Regions from separate parts of the Mus musculus genome. Here region 1 is linked to region 2. The links are chromatin contacts, called in public Micro-C maps. All regions are on one chromosome and are shown on one strand. The core of a region is the stretch at or near the end of the contact, and the rest is flanking DNA. Distances in the headings are between cores, read along the strand shown. Region 1 holds the start of Prox1os (prospero homeobox 1, opposite strand). Region 2 holds the start of Lmx1a (LIM homeobox transcription factor 1 alpha).

Evidence for each region. A called contact is a pair of places that touch in the nucleus more often than the background predicts.
Region 1: a contact with region 2 is called in a Micro-C map of embryonic stem cells, with 22 times the contacts expected there. The contact joins the promoter of Prox1os here to the promoter of Lmx1a in region 2. A contact is called at or near these places in 1 of 39 promoter capture datasets (embryonic stem cells) and 2 of 484 Hi-C or Micro-C datasets (both in embryonic stem cells).

The regions. Positions count from the first base shown.
Region 1 is chr1:190,168,921-190,172,763 of GRCm38.p6, reverse strand. Prox1os (prospero homeobox 1, opposite strand) reads right to left here and starts at 2,468. Exons shown (of 2, transcript NR_151620.1): 1 at 2,336-2,468. Prox1 (prospero homeobox 1) reads left to right here and starts at 1,937. Exons shown (of 5, transcript NM_008937.3): 1 at 1,937-2,496.
Region 2 is chr1:167,687,586-167,691,512 of GRCm38.p6, reverse strand. Lmx1a (LIM homeobox transcription factor 1 alpha) reads right to left here and starts at 1,955. Exons shown (of 8, transcript NM_033652.5): 1 at 1,663-1,955. The coding sequence starts at 1,738.

The DNA.
Region 1 (3,843 bases), core at 1,219-3,718, about 22 Mb before region 2:
GCAAAGCGTGCGTCCGAACGCTAAGTGCAACTACAACAAACTACAACAGAGTGGAATCTCTCCGTCCACCCTTGCCTCTTTTCTCCCCCTCCAACCTCCTTTCTTCCTTCCTCTGTATCCTCCCTTTTAGCCGTCGAACTGACGCTAACTTACAAGCGCAAACAGATTCTTCAAGAGAAAAAATAAAGGGTCGAAAAAATTCTCGAATCCCAAATTCCACCCTTTTCAGTACATCCGTTTACCTCAAAGGTGTCCAACCCATATTTCACCCCCATCTAACGGGCACGTGAGTGGGTAATTTCACTCCCTGGCCCCGATTTACGACAGGAGTCCATCATTGGAGGTGCGGGTAGTGTACTGAGCAAGCGCTGGGCAATGCTGTTTCCCGACTTGAGCTCGGGAAAGTCTTCAGGCAGTCAAGGAGGTGGGAAGACGGATAGGTGTGCTTAGGTGAGCTTTTTTTCCTGCACACCCACCTACCTCTCTCTCTCTCTCTCTCTCTCTCTCTCTCTCTCTCTCTCTCTCTCTCTCTCTCCCTCCCCCCCCCTGTCCTTTTCAATATTTGAATTCCGTGCCTGCCAAAAGTTTCCCACAGGGCACACACTTCAGACATACACACTGACACCGTTGTTCGACTCACAGGGGATTAATATCCTCTCCCATTCTGATAAATCGGAGAAGGTCCTAGAGTGTGCGCGGCAGACGATGGCGGCGGGTCTGCTGGTGTACTCGCATCTTATAAATACCCTGTCACAACACGTTTCAACCTTTGATCTGATTGAATTGGAGGGACTCAGAAAAAATTCTTGTCCCCACAGCACCTTTTGTAAAAGTCTCTAATCTCCTAGGTATGAACATTTAAAGTGCTTCTCAGCTCTTGAGGCTCGGGGTTTATGGAGTGTTTATGTCCACACTGCCTCTTTAGTAAGCGCTGCTGTTAACTGTGCCCAGGGAGAGGACCATTCAAGCTGAGGCTGGAGGCTCTTCAGCATTTGTCAAGGAAAGCCAAGGCCCTCTTTAAGAGCCACGTTATCTGAAGAAACCTTGCTGCTAATTTTCACCCAAGATGTCAAACCAACGTGTGTTTTATGTGGCTTTAAGTATTAGAGTCTGAGATGTCTTGCCCAATAAACTTTTAAGTTTGTCATTCAGACTTCGAAATCATGTGAATCCTATATCGAACTAGTTTCTTTGGCCATGTAGGGATGTGCGAACTGGAGAAGGGTGGCCAGAAACGATGTTTATAGCATATGTGGTCACTATGCCTACAATTGAAATAATACTTTTAAAGGTAATCGGGGGCGAATTCCTATAAATTCTGAGGTCTGATTGACTGGGACTCAGCCAGTGCGGGTAGAGGTTTTTAATATCAGACTTAGCGGCCCCAGTGTGAAATCTCTGGCACTTATTTATTTTTTAAAACCTAAGCCTACCTGTGTTTGCTCATCCTCTTTAAAAGGAAACTAGGGTGACTGGTCCTATTGATACTATCTATGATCATTTCCAAAGCAGAACGAGTTGTGCCCCCCCCCCACAACATTCCGCCCTTTATGCCACCCCGACCCTTAAAATATCCACTTTTTTTTATCCTGTATACTTTTCCGAGCCTTCCTCCATCCCAGTCTGGGGAGTGCTCCCGGCCGCTGGGAGAACTCCATCATCTGTGTCAGTGAAATGGAAAAAAAAAAAAAAAAAAAAAAAAGACCTGCGTCCTGGAAGAGCAAGTGTGAGCCGGGCGCCGCGGTGCACAACGCCCGCAGATGGCTCGCGGCGGCCGGGGCGCGGCGATCCAGGCGCCCCAAGCAGTGGCAGGGCGGGGTGGGGGCCGGGGCTGGTGGCCCGGGCGGGGGAGCGCTGGGCCCCCCTCTCCTCCTCTCTCCCCAGCCCCTCACCCCCACCCCTTTTATATATATGTATATTTTTTTCCTCACAAGTTCTCTTGCCTCGCTATCCCCCCTTGAATCCGAAGGCGCCTCGCGATTGGGTGCTGGGACCGGGTACGTCAGTGGGACTGTGACGTGCAGTCTTCCTGTTTCCTTCAGCTGTGTCTTAAAGTAAATCTTGTTGTGGAGCGGAGCCCTCAGCTGAGAGAGCGCTGGGAAAGCGACGGCCACTGCAGCCGGGGAAGCCGCGCGGCGCACACAAGCCTCTCCGCCGTGCCCGCTGCTCCTCGGGCCACCGCTCCGCGCTCCAGCCCTCGCCGCCTTCTCCGCTCTCTCTCCCCTTCTTTCCCCGGGCTCCCGGCTCTGCCCTGCGCGCCTCTCCCCTCCCCTCCCTCCTTTCTCCCCTCGCCTCTCAGCACTCGCCCAGATCACTCGCTCCCGCACAGACTCACCGACCCCTGGGCCAATTATCACCAGTAAGACATCACCGCGTGCGCGCGTGGGTTTCTTCTCTGCCCGCAAGAGAAGAAGAGAGGGGGAGAGAGAGAGAGAGTGAAAAGAAAGAGAGAGAGAAAGAGAGAGAGTGGCTGCGCCCCGCTGCTGCCCGCACCGCGTAAGTATCTTCACCCGGTTGCTGTCCCCTCCCCTTTTCCAGAATCGCTCGCACTGGCTCGTTCTTGAATGGGAAAGAGAGAGAAGAGCCTCCCGTTACTCACACCCGTGTAAACATTCTTTTTCCAAGGGGGAAAATGGTGTTATTTACATGAATCGTGATCAAATAGCCTCTAAAAACAGTTTTCTAAGCAGGAGGCTCAGTGGAACTCCGAGCTCCGCTCCTCCCAGTAAACGAAGAGTAAGTGACCTGCTTGGCTTTTATTTCTTTCTCGCGCCTGCCGGTGACTGGGATGATGGTGGCGATGGGGGGAGGCTGGTGTTGCTGGACTTGTCGCTGATCTTGTCACCTTTTGTGTACTGTGTCTGGGATGCGCTGAGGCTCTGGCTTTCTTTTATTTTGTATTATTTTTATTTCTTTATTTTTCTTGCACTCTTTTCAGGGGAGGGGGCCGCGAGGGGGATGAGTCCCTTTTGGTTGTTGTTCTTCTAGATTTTTTTTTTCTTGCAATCTTCCCAGCTTCTTCTTTTTCTTCTCCGGGAGTTGAAACTCCAGGGCCTGTCCCCGAGTCCTTCTCCCTTTGTCTTGTTTATTCTAGCTGCCTTTCTTCCCGGCTTTCCCTATTTGCTTGCTGTTTGCATACCTTTCACTTCTCCTTTTTTAACCCGGGGCAGAGGGCCGGCCGTGGGGAAGAGGGCGGGGAGGAGGGGGCGCCCGGTGACTTTCCTCTGTGTGCTCAGCGCCGGGAGCTTGCACCCAGCTCTGCAACAGAGGAGAGACGAGTTGGGGGACGGTCCGGTACGGAGGAGCGAGCGCGGTGCCAGTCCACCCAGTCTGCTTGCGCCGCGCTGGGAAGCACTGAGTAGGGGGAGTTTGCCCGAGAGCCTCAGGGGTCGCTAGTGGGGCGACCTGGACGCCGCACCGAAGAGGGCCGGCCCGGGGTCGGGTTGTGCTTGGGCCGCCCATAGACGAGAAGAAGCTCCCAGCCATTACTGGCACGCTTGGGTGGTGGGCAGCTGCGCCCTGGCCTCGCTGAGTGCCGCTACTCTGCTGCCCCAGTTCCTAGGACTGGGGAGGGAGGAGAAGAGCCCAGCAGAGTGGAGAGGTGAGAGTGATTGTTGCTGAGAAGAAGGACGAGGAGGGCGGGAGGAAGGGGGAGAGCTGCTATCTTGCCTGAACAGACAAGGGGAAGAGACGGGGAGGGGGGCGGTAGACCTCACCCAAAGTCCAGCTGAGCAAGTTGTCGTTGCCTTTGCTGCGCCAGCCGGTTAGTCCTGCTAAACTGAGCGCCTATGCAGAGAGCGATGGGGGCCGGGGGAGAGCAGCGAGCCACACTCAGACTCTCCC
Region 2 (3,927 bases), core at 706-3,205:
AAATACCATCTCTCCCTACGTGAGCTCAGTACTGTGCAAACTAGTGAATCTCTCCTATGTCTTGTTTGGCGTGAAAATTGCAGGTGGCTTTTCATAATTAGGAAACGTCAAGATGGGGAAAAATAATAGCTGAGCGCAGAGACCCTGAGAAGGGTGCTGGCCAGAGAATTCTAGATCTTCTGCGCTCAGAAGCGCTGATTGGAGCAACAAACCTCTTAGCTCAGTCAGAGAATCTTCTCTGCCCTACCCTTTGACCTTTTTGACTTTTTCCCTTCGGGTCTTGTTCCAGCCCCCCCCCTTGCCCCCAACAAGCAAGGGAGAAATACTTGGCCGCCTTTGTTGACAATTTTCACAACCGTTTAAAGAAGCCCTTGTCCCACAAGAACACTCTTGTCTGTGATGTCCCAAAGGGACGATCCTTCTCCATACCACTACACTAATCTCACTTTCTGCTTTGTAAGCTGGACAGGTCGTTTTGTGTGGTGGGAAGCCAGCAAGAAGGCCTGGGGAGAAAGTGGTCGTTCTCAATTGTAAATTTCTGTTGTCTTGGTCTCAGCACCCCATCCTATGGTTGGGACAAACCATAGGATGGGTCGCGGGTCTCATGGTGCAGAGAACCAAACCCAGTGTGCCTGAGTCCGCACACAGGCTCTAGCCTGCGTCTTCCTTCTTGCTCTGGGGAGAAAATCCTGACAATTTCGAAAGGGAGGTTGAAAGAAGAGGGCATGGGTTTTGTAATTTCGTTTCCTCTGAACTGTTGGGGTGGAGTGGGCGATTTCTCTCTGGACATGGTTTCTATAATCGAAATTTTTTCAGCCCCACTCTATTGGTTCTAAAGTTAGAGAAAGAGGCAAGAGGTTTAAATAAAAGAAAAATCTCTCCTTCAGAAAGAAGCGGGAAGAAACACAGGAAGAAAGAAAATTTAAAAACAAAACAAAACAAAACATTTTTTTCTCCAAACTTGAAAATTCCAAAGGGAGAGTTGAAGAGACACTGGCAAAACAAGCCTGAACTCTGAAAGACCCATGGGTATGACTCTTTGGATCTCTCTATTCTCTGCTCCTTCGAAGTGGCTGGGTTGGGGGTAGAGGGATACCAAGCTTGCGGAACAGGGGTCCGGCTTCAGTTAATTAAAGACCAGGCAAGGGCCCCGCCGTGCAAGCTAATCCCAGCGCAGCGCTGCCCACCAGCCCGGAAAAGCCTCTCGGCCATGCCCAATACTAAAATTGGGGCTGCAGTTGGTGGGGGAAGAGAAGAACCTGGGCGCTCTGGGCCTCGGATCTCTCATGCTAGGACACAGGCCTCTGAGAAACCGGTGGCATTTATGAGCCGTCGATCAGCTCCGTGATTAAAAATCCAGCCCTGGGTATTATTAATCACTTGCCACTCAAATGCCTTGTGAACATGCTCGCCCGCCCCTCAAGGCTTTGGGGAATTCGATGTTGAACTCGTGAAGCCTGGGGAGGCTTGATGGTTGTATTTAGGTAGGGACGACTCAAAAGGACTGATGGACACGGAAAGACAGAGATTGTGGGCACCTCTGTGTGCGCGCGAAGAGGGTGCTAGTCTGGTCGCTTAACCCAGTATCAGAGACCTGACGTACTGAGCTCCCGGCCCCGGCAGAAGGAGGATGCTCTAGGGAGCATGCGGTTGAACACTTACCCAGCAAAGAGGAGAAAGATGCCGAGGTCTCAATCGCACTTTGAAAGTTCTCCTCCATCTTCAGGCCGTCCAACATGTTCGGGGTGAGCCAGGAGGACCTGTAGAGCGGAGGAACGGTTGAGTCTAGCTTCCCGTGCCTGTTGGGACTCCGCACCCTCAGTTGCCACTCTCCTGGGACAGGACAGAAGCAGTGTCCAGGGCGACAAGAATGAGCCTAGAGGGTAGAGTCCAGACAAGGGAAATGTAAGGTGGGAGGAGAGAGAAGAGCCACCGTGAACTGCTCGGACGGCTCTGATTTCACTTGAAGTCAACGCGTTATGTGCTAAGGCCTCCGCCCCCTAACTGCGTTCTCCTAACCCCCACCCCCACCCCTGTCCCCAGGTTTCCCATTCCAAGACCGACTCCGCCCCATCCTATACTAATGTGGCCCCTAGGGATCCCACCACTAGAACTATGGTACTCTGTGTGATGGGGTGGGGGTACGCCTGCTCTCAGAGCCAGGGCCAAGCCGGGACCAACCAGGTCCGATATCCCAGTGGCACCACCACTCACTTTCGACCCTCACCTGTCTTAGAGAGAGGCAGAGTAAGGGACTCGGAGACTGTCCCGCCTGCTTCCGTACTCCTGGCGCAGCGCTCTGCTTGGGGGGTGGGGGGGGGGCGCTCGGGAGTAGGCGTGCGGGGCGCGCGGGGAGGTCCTCCCGCCGGTCGGCCAGTGCCGGGAACGTCTGCAGGAGCAAAGGAGTCGCCTTGGGGAGGAGCCGCGACTGGCCCGGTTCACTCTTGGATGCATTTCAAATCAACTTTCAGAAACACGCCCGCCCGAGCCGGAGCCTAAGGATCCCCGCAGCCTTCCTTACCTGATGGGCGAGCTCGCGCCCAGCGTCCGGAGCAGCGCGAAGTGGCCGGGAGACGCCGGGCAGCTTTGGCGGAGGGAGGAGGCGTCCCCTAGGCTGCAGCCAGAGCAGCCGCCCGGACTCCGGCGCACCCGGGAGAGAGCAGGAGCGAACGCCGGCCCCCGATTCCGCTCCTCGGCGCGCCGGAGTGGGGCCGGGCCGTGGCCTCAAGCCGCCGATCCTCCTCGGGACGTCCCGCCAACACGCGCCGCTCTGCAGCCGGGAAGGGGAAACCAGGCGGCTGCTCCAAGATCGGCGGTGGAACCGGAGGCCCAGGGTCCTGGGTGCAAAGTCCGCCCTGCCTTCTTCGAGGCGGCTCGGGCGGTTTCTGACAGTGGCCGCTGGCTGCGTGCGCGGCCCGGGAAGGGGGTGGGGTGCGCAGGGCGGGGGCCTGGGAGCGCGTCCCGTGGCGGGGCCCGCGGTGCTCTGTTTCCCCGGCTTGGCTGCTCGACCCACCGCGAGGCTACAGCCTGATGCTCCAGTCTGCTGCCCGGACCTCCCGGACGCGCCAAACTTTTCCTTCTCTCCACGTGGAACGGTTGCCCCGGGGGAGCTACACCCCAGACTCGGCAGAGATCCGTGCCACCTAGACTTCACGCGGGCGGGATGGGGATCCGGTTGCTCTCGGATCTGCACCGTAAGTGATGACTAACCTCAGACACCTGGAGGTCGCGGGGATCGCCTAGAGCCCCCAACCCCAATCCTCTCTGCTTTGTGAACTCTGGCACCAGAAGCTCCAAGCTCTTCGGATTTTCATTCACCCACTTGCTCCTGCAACTTACAAATTTGTTTTGGCTTAAAACTCAACTCACCGTTTCTGGCTGAAACTACTTCACTGCTGGGAAATGCAATAATGGGACCCATGGCCAAACCTTGAATCAGGCTCCCTCTATCCTATCCTGCTGGCTGGATGCTAGACTAGAAGTCAGCCAAGGGGACTTTTCTTAGAAAAGAAGATCCTGGGGGCAGTTTTTAATTCCCTGTGATTCATAACATTCTGCAGCGACAGCCCTCCAGCCTCTCTAGAGGCAGGAACAGGGTCTTGCTCCTCTATTCCAAGAAAAGCCTGGGGCCAAGTGACTCAATAAACACATCATTGCGTTGGCTAACATTTTATCGACCATTAATTTTGTGCCAATCTTTATTCCGTAGCCAACTTATCTAATCTTTAAATTTTAAGGTGGGGAAAATTATAGTCTCAGTGTTCGGGTTGCCCTAAGGAAATGGGACACCTGTCCACGTGAAATTCTAGCCTGCTCTCCAGAACACCGTTGGGAGGTCCAATTCCATGGGCTTCTCTAGGGCACCCTCACTTCTACACTGCGAGGAACTCGGTGGCAGTAATCCAGCGCTATAGCATGGTCAGAAGA